Linked DNA regions of Mus musculus: region 2 is linked to region 1. A link is a contact called in public Hi-C data. All regions are on one chromosome and are shown on one strand. The core of a region is the stretch at or near the end of the contact, and the rest is flanking DNA. Distances in the headings are between cores, read along the strand shown. Region 1 overlaps St6gal1 (beta galactoside alpha 2,6 sialyltransferase 1). Region 2 has its middle 27 kb from the start of Rtp1.

Region 1 (2,941 bases), core at 58-2,557:
GCCAAGATGGAGGCGGACAGACAGGAAGAAGATCCTGATCTCACATGGTTTTAAATAGCCACAGGTAGTTATGAATATCATATAGGAATGGAATAATTGGGATAACTTGTCTGATCTAGGTGGGCAGCTTATATCATTATTGATTGGCTCTGAAATTATTGTGTGGGCATCTTGTGAATTGAGAATTTATTGATATATAAATCTGACTTAATTATAAACTTCTAGAGTTTTGTTTCTACCAGGTTGCTGGGTGTTGTGGTCGCTGGCTGAGGGGTAGACGGTCGTTGCATGGGGCTGGTATGGCAGCGAAGGGAACTCGGGAGCTCCGGCCCTGCCAGAGAGTTGGTGGGCAGAGAGTAGTTGGATGGAGCGTAGGAACTTGGCGGTTCTTTTTAAATATTTACGGCAATTTTTTAAAATTTATTTATTTGTGGAGTCTCCATTTATTTGCACCATGGCTGTATAATTTGGACTCGCACAGCAATGGATAATGGTTTCTCTTCCCCTACATCCTCTCCAACATTTGTAATCAGATATATTGATGACAGCCATTCTGACTAGGATGTGACAGTAAGTATCTCAAATCATTCCCCTGATGACTAGGGATGTTGAACACTTTTTAAAACATTTGCTGACCATTTGTGTTTCTTCTTTTGAGATCTACCTGTTCCTTTTTCTTCAGCCTATTGTAGATTGGCAGTTGTCTCCTGGGTCTCTGCCCCCCACCTCTCGTGTGTCTGTCTCTGCCACCACCACCACCCCTCTCTCTGCAGTACTTTGTAGATTCTGGATACTGAGTTGTGGTCTTTGAAACAGCTATTTGTTGATCACAGTCATGTGTCCAGCTCTACTTGAAGCATGCATGTCAATGCTATGATGTTGGAAGAATTACTGCAGACTAGGACGCAAAATGAGCATCTGAGAAGTTCAGTCTCCAAGTTCAAAGAGTTAACAACAAACAACACATCTAGAATTTAAACCCAAGTCCACCTAGCTGGAAAGCATGTGACTTTCCCCCAAAAGCTAAGGGCTTCCTGAGGAAGGGAGACTGTAAAGGTGACTGGGTAGCAGCAAACTGCTCAGCCTCATCCTGTTGAGTCACCAAGACGGTCCCTGAAGGCATGGGTAGGGCGGACGGACAGACGCTTCCAATGCAGGAGTGCTGCCCTGGGCGAGGCTGCAGGGCTCCTCTTTGCCTGCTCCCTCCCTTTCCCAAATGGACAGCCCAGAATAAGACATTCATTGTGAAGATGAAAAGAAAAGCAGCCACATGCCTCTAGCAGGAAGCCTCCCTCATCTGGGGGATTGATTGATTCCTCACACTATCATTAGCCTCCTCCAGCTCAGGCCCTGGGCCAGCAGCCTCCAGCCCTACAGCAAGCAGCATTTGTCAGAGCTGGCAGGCTGCCTCCTTCCCTCTCCCATCTGGAACAAACTCTGATATACTTGGTTCCCAAGGGGCTCAGACAAGCAAGGCTCCAAGCCTGGCTCCCCAGCATAGTTCACATGGAGAGCCACACCACACTTCCTCTTCCATTTCTGCTTGACTCTCCCTCCGAAGGTCGTAATTGACAGGTAGGAAAAAAGGACTCTTTCATGAGCCGAGCACAGCTGCAAGGTGGTGCTTGCCCCAGACGGCTACGGCTCCCTCTACCTGCTCTCCCGGCCTCCCCTGCAGGGCTGCTGTGCATGTGTCGAGGCCAAGCGTGGCCTATGACCACCAGGGTTGCTGAGCTCATTCCAGGAGACGCCCCAGTGCTCAGTCATGTGCTGGGCTTGAAGCTGTGCACAATACTAACCATCCAAGAAACCGCATTCTAACAAATAACTACGGTTCAAGAGATGAAAGAAATCCTCTTTTCTCTGTCAGCTTCAGGGCCTCATTTGGGCAAGGCTAAGGCTGTCTACCACTGAGCATGGTGACATAGGCCTGGCTCTCATAAGCTGAAAGATCGGTGGATTCAGACAGGTGGAGCCCTTCAACACTACGGGGTGCACTAGGTATTTACAGTAGTGTGGCCATGCCTACACATGTGGGCACACATTCCCCTATGCTAAGGCTTTTGAGCCTCCAGGCCATGCCAGGGCCCTCTCTATTCTTCCTAAAGTAGAAGGAAGATACTCCAGGCCACATTAAAACAGCCTGAGAGCTAGATGCCCTTCCTCCTGAATATAGTTTGTCCTCATAGGTACCCATACAGAATGAAGACTGCTACCACACATCCTGCCAACCCTATCCTGCCTGTCTCTTTCCCGACCACCAGCCTTTCCCAGATATGGAAGGGGAACTGCTTGCCTGGCAGTTCTCACATTCCTCCTTGTAGTACACACGTCTGGACACCCTCCTCCACCCTCGCTGAGCTGTTGACAGCCATCCAGACCAACTCCCTAGCCCAGGCATTCCCCAGCAAGCTGGAAGACAGGAGAAAGACTCCCTCACCAGGCCAGGCAACACAGGTGCCTGCCAAGCCCTCTCTGCCGCCTCCCACTGAAAGCCAGGGCTGCTTATCTGAATCAGGATGCAGAGTGTTGTGCCTCTTGACCAAGTCACTTATTTCAACACTTCAGGGACCCAGTCTGTGGCTAGGAGCACTCAGACACCTACCTGTGGGTGCTTCAGCCGTTGTACACCTTCGGGAAGGCAAAGCCTGTGTCCACAGTAGCAAACCCTCTATGTGGCTCTTCTATCTTTATGCATCCTGTAATATCTGTAGCCTAATTTAAACTTTAAAAACTCATGACACGCTGGGCGGTGGTGGCGCATGCCTTTAATCCCAGCACTTGGGAGGCAGGCGGATTTCTGAGTTTGAGGCCAGCCTGGTTTACAAAGTGAGTTCCAGGACAGAACTCAAGAGAAACCCTGTCTCAAAAAAAAAAAAAAAAAAAACAAAACAAAAAACAAAAAACAAAAAAAAAAAAAACAAAAACAAAAAACAAAAAA
Region 2 (2,917 bases), core at 373-2,872, 160 kb before region 1:
TTAGTGAAAATAAGAACTATAGCTGCAAGCAGCAGCATGGAAGACCCTCACAACATGCTGCCAGATATAACACACACACGCACACACACACACACACACACACACACACACACACACATTATAAATATACCACCCTATTCAAACAAAGGACTCAAAGAATTAAAATTTCCCCCAGGAATGCCATCCATGCTGGGTGGGGCGGGTGGTGGTGGCGGACAACAGCCTGGCAGGGGAAGGATTCATAATCAGAAGGCGTTCACACTGTTCTTTAATAAACATGTGTGCATTTCCTGGTGTCTGTCTGTCTTTTCTGTCTCTCTCACACTCACATCTTTTACATCAAACTGTAACACTGCTGCTAAAATAAGGGAAATTGGGGCCCCCTTTAGTGGGTCTTGGTCTCTTTGATAAAAAGAATTTTAAAAACAGTCAGATTGAGACACGCTGACTCCGTGGCAGGCTTCAAGCTGGCTTCAAACAGGAGACTAGGCCTAAATTTCTGTTTCCAAGACCCGGGCAAGTCCAGACCTCAGAAGCTACCCTGCCGTTGGCCCTGAGGTAAGGACACGGTCAGCATCACTTTCCAGATGTCCTCGGGAACAGTTTTCAGACTTCCCCAGCAATGGTTCTGGAATGTCCCCAGAGATAGAGCCAAGAGATAGAGGTTACCTACCTACACCTCCCCGGGACTCCCTGATGTACTTTAAATTGGGCCTGCAAACTCACATGGGCATCCCCACATTGGAACAGGAGACTCCAGCATTCTGGACTTCTGCAGAATAAAACACTCTTTGCTTTTATATACTATTTGAGTCCTGGGTATCATTCTTTGGTGAATCATGGACCTTTATGAGATAAAAATGTCAGGACAATTTTATTAGAATTTAGAAGGAAAATCATAAGGTAGCAAGTTGGAAATCTTGCCCAGAGGAGAATGGAGAAGGGCACAGCCATGCTGTTTGAATTAAACAGATATGGAGCTCAGACACAGGGAGGGCAAGCGACCACCTGGCAGGAAGCAAAGCATTAGAAAAGTAAAGCCCAGACCATTAGGAAAAGCATGCTTAGAGAGGGGGCAGGAAGAAGAAAAGCAAAGTCACGCTTGTGTGAGTAACTCAGACTTATAGAGCTGTATGGCTGCACTGTGAAGGAGACCGTGCTGGGGTGGGGTGGGGGTGGGGGGTGTCTGGGAAGAAAACATGCCTTGCCTCAGTAAAGGGATAATTATTGGCTTAGGGTGGGCCAATTCTTCCTGAGGGATAGATCCTTGGCCAGGTGACCAACCTGCCCCTGAATTAACTCTTAGTGGGGGAGACAGTGCAGGAAGTGGAGGGAACAAAGAATCCTGGCGCTTTCTCCCACTCTCACTCACTCTCATTTGGCAAACCTACAAACACCTCCACCTCCCTTCCTCCTTGATTTCCCAGCAGCCACAATCTGTAATGGCTTGCTTCCTTGTGAGACTAGGAGAAGGAAAGAAGAGGTTAAGGAAATAAGAAGAACGCCTGTGGGCGTTGGTATTTGAGGAGGACAGTGAAGACCTTGTAGAGTGAAGACCTTGTCAACGTGACTGATTCATTACTGGGGGAAGGTGGTATTGTAGATAAGGGAAAGAACAGCCAGCGGCATCTGGGGGAGTCAGTAATGGCTGCCTTTCTGGGACAGAGAGAGTAGCACAGAGAGCAGGAAGGGGGAGCAGCAGCCTGGTTATTGCCAGGGCTGCAGGAGTAGGGAAGAGCATGAAGATAGTGGGAGACTCTTGCTGGTTACTATGTGTTATGTGGAAGAGGAAGAAGGGGAGGAGGGGGAAGGGGAGGAGGAGGAGGAGGAGGAGGAGGAGGAGGAGGAGGAGGAGGAGGAGGAGGAGGAGGGGGAGGGCAGTTATCTGGAACAGCTGGAATCTAGCACAGGGCTCTGATCTGTTGGTGGCTTGTTTGAGTAAATAGAGGACTAGATGCTGGCTCTGGATTTTGGGGGACCGAGGGGGACTGTAGTAGCAGAGGAAAAAGTATTAGCTAACAGAAACTCACTTTACAAGGTTTCTGAAGAATGCTAAGTGCTTACTGGGTCGGAATTCAGCCTGAGCTGAGCCCAAATTGTCTTTTTGGAGGTTGGGGCTTGACAGCACACACTTATAATCACAGCACATAGGAGGCAAAGACAGAGGATTAAGAGCACAAGGCCAGCCTTGACAATGTACTAAGTTCAAGGCCAACCTGGTTTCTGTCAGGCTGTTAGGAGGCATGGAAGACCACTCGGGCACAGGTTCAAGACAACAGAATTAGCCAACCACCGACTATACTGGGTGTTTGGGACCCAAGTACAGACCTGAACTTTTCTCAGGGTGAGCTTTTAAGCACAAAAGCCATAAACTGGGCTGACACACCTCAGTCAACAAGAACAGCTAGCCAGAAGCAGAACTACAGATGCCGAAAAACAAGGTTAGTACATCTAGAGACATTTCCAGAACTATGGACATTGATGGATTAGGTCTTTGTTTTTGTTTTGGTGGATGTTGCTACCTACAGGCTGCGTTCCAAAGCCTGAATGATGCTTCCATCATGGCGTCAGTTGGGTTAAGGCATACAAAGTTCTAGGGCCTTTACATTCCCAACTTGGAGGCATTAGTCAAACCATGGACTCATCTGGGGTCAGAGGTTATATCAACTCCTTAGCACTAGTAGTTTAACTGAATTTATTTTCTATTTTACATAGCCGTGGTGGTTTGAAAGAAAACAGCTTCCTATAGGCTCACGGAGAACTGTGCTAATAGGAGGTGTGGCCTTGCTGGAGTGGGTGTGGCCATGTTGGAAGAAGTGCATCACTAAGGGCTGGACTTTGAGGTCTCAGAAGCTCAAGCCTGCCTGGTGGCTTACCACTCACTTCCTTTTGCCTATTGGTCCAGATGCAGAGCTCT

What was found. A called contact is a pair of places that touch in the nucleus more often than the background predicts.
Region 2: a Hi-C map of uterus shows a contact between it and region 1, with 3 times the contacts expected there. The contact joins two enhancer-like sites. A contact is called at or near these places in 2 of 15 datasets of contacts at CTCF or cohesin (the NIH/3T3 cell line and pro-B cells), 29 of 484 Hi-C or Micro-C datasets (the AML12 cell line, CD4 T cells, CD8 T cells and 21 more) and 7 of 115 datasets of contacts at active chromatin or transcription factors (astrocytes, bone marrow-derived dendritic cells, embryonic stem cells and 2 more).

What each region holds. Positions count from the first base shown.
Region 1 is chr16:23,239,282-23,242,222 of GRCm38.p6, reverse strand. All of the region lies in intron 1 of St6gal1 (beta galactoside alpha 2,6 sialyltransferase 1), which reads right to left. Among named protein-coding and RNA genes, the nearest start is that of BC106179, 15 kb to the right of the region's middle. Within about 2 kb of position 1,307, at least 153 of the 459 cell types and tissues checked have an H3K27ac peak or open chromatin away from gene starts, as enhancers often do. A contact at or near this core is called in Sertoli cells and uterus, where this site is marked.
Region 2 is chr16:23,400,391-23,403,307 of GRCm38.p6, reverse strand. No RefSeq gene overlaps it. Among named protein-coding and RNA genes, the nearest start is that of Rtp1, 27 kb to the left of the region's middle. Within about 2 kb of position 1,622, at least 31 of the 459 cell types and tissues checked have an H3K27ac peak or open chromatin away from gene starts, as enhancers often do. A contact at or near this core is called in Sertoli cells and uterus, where this site is marked.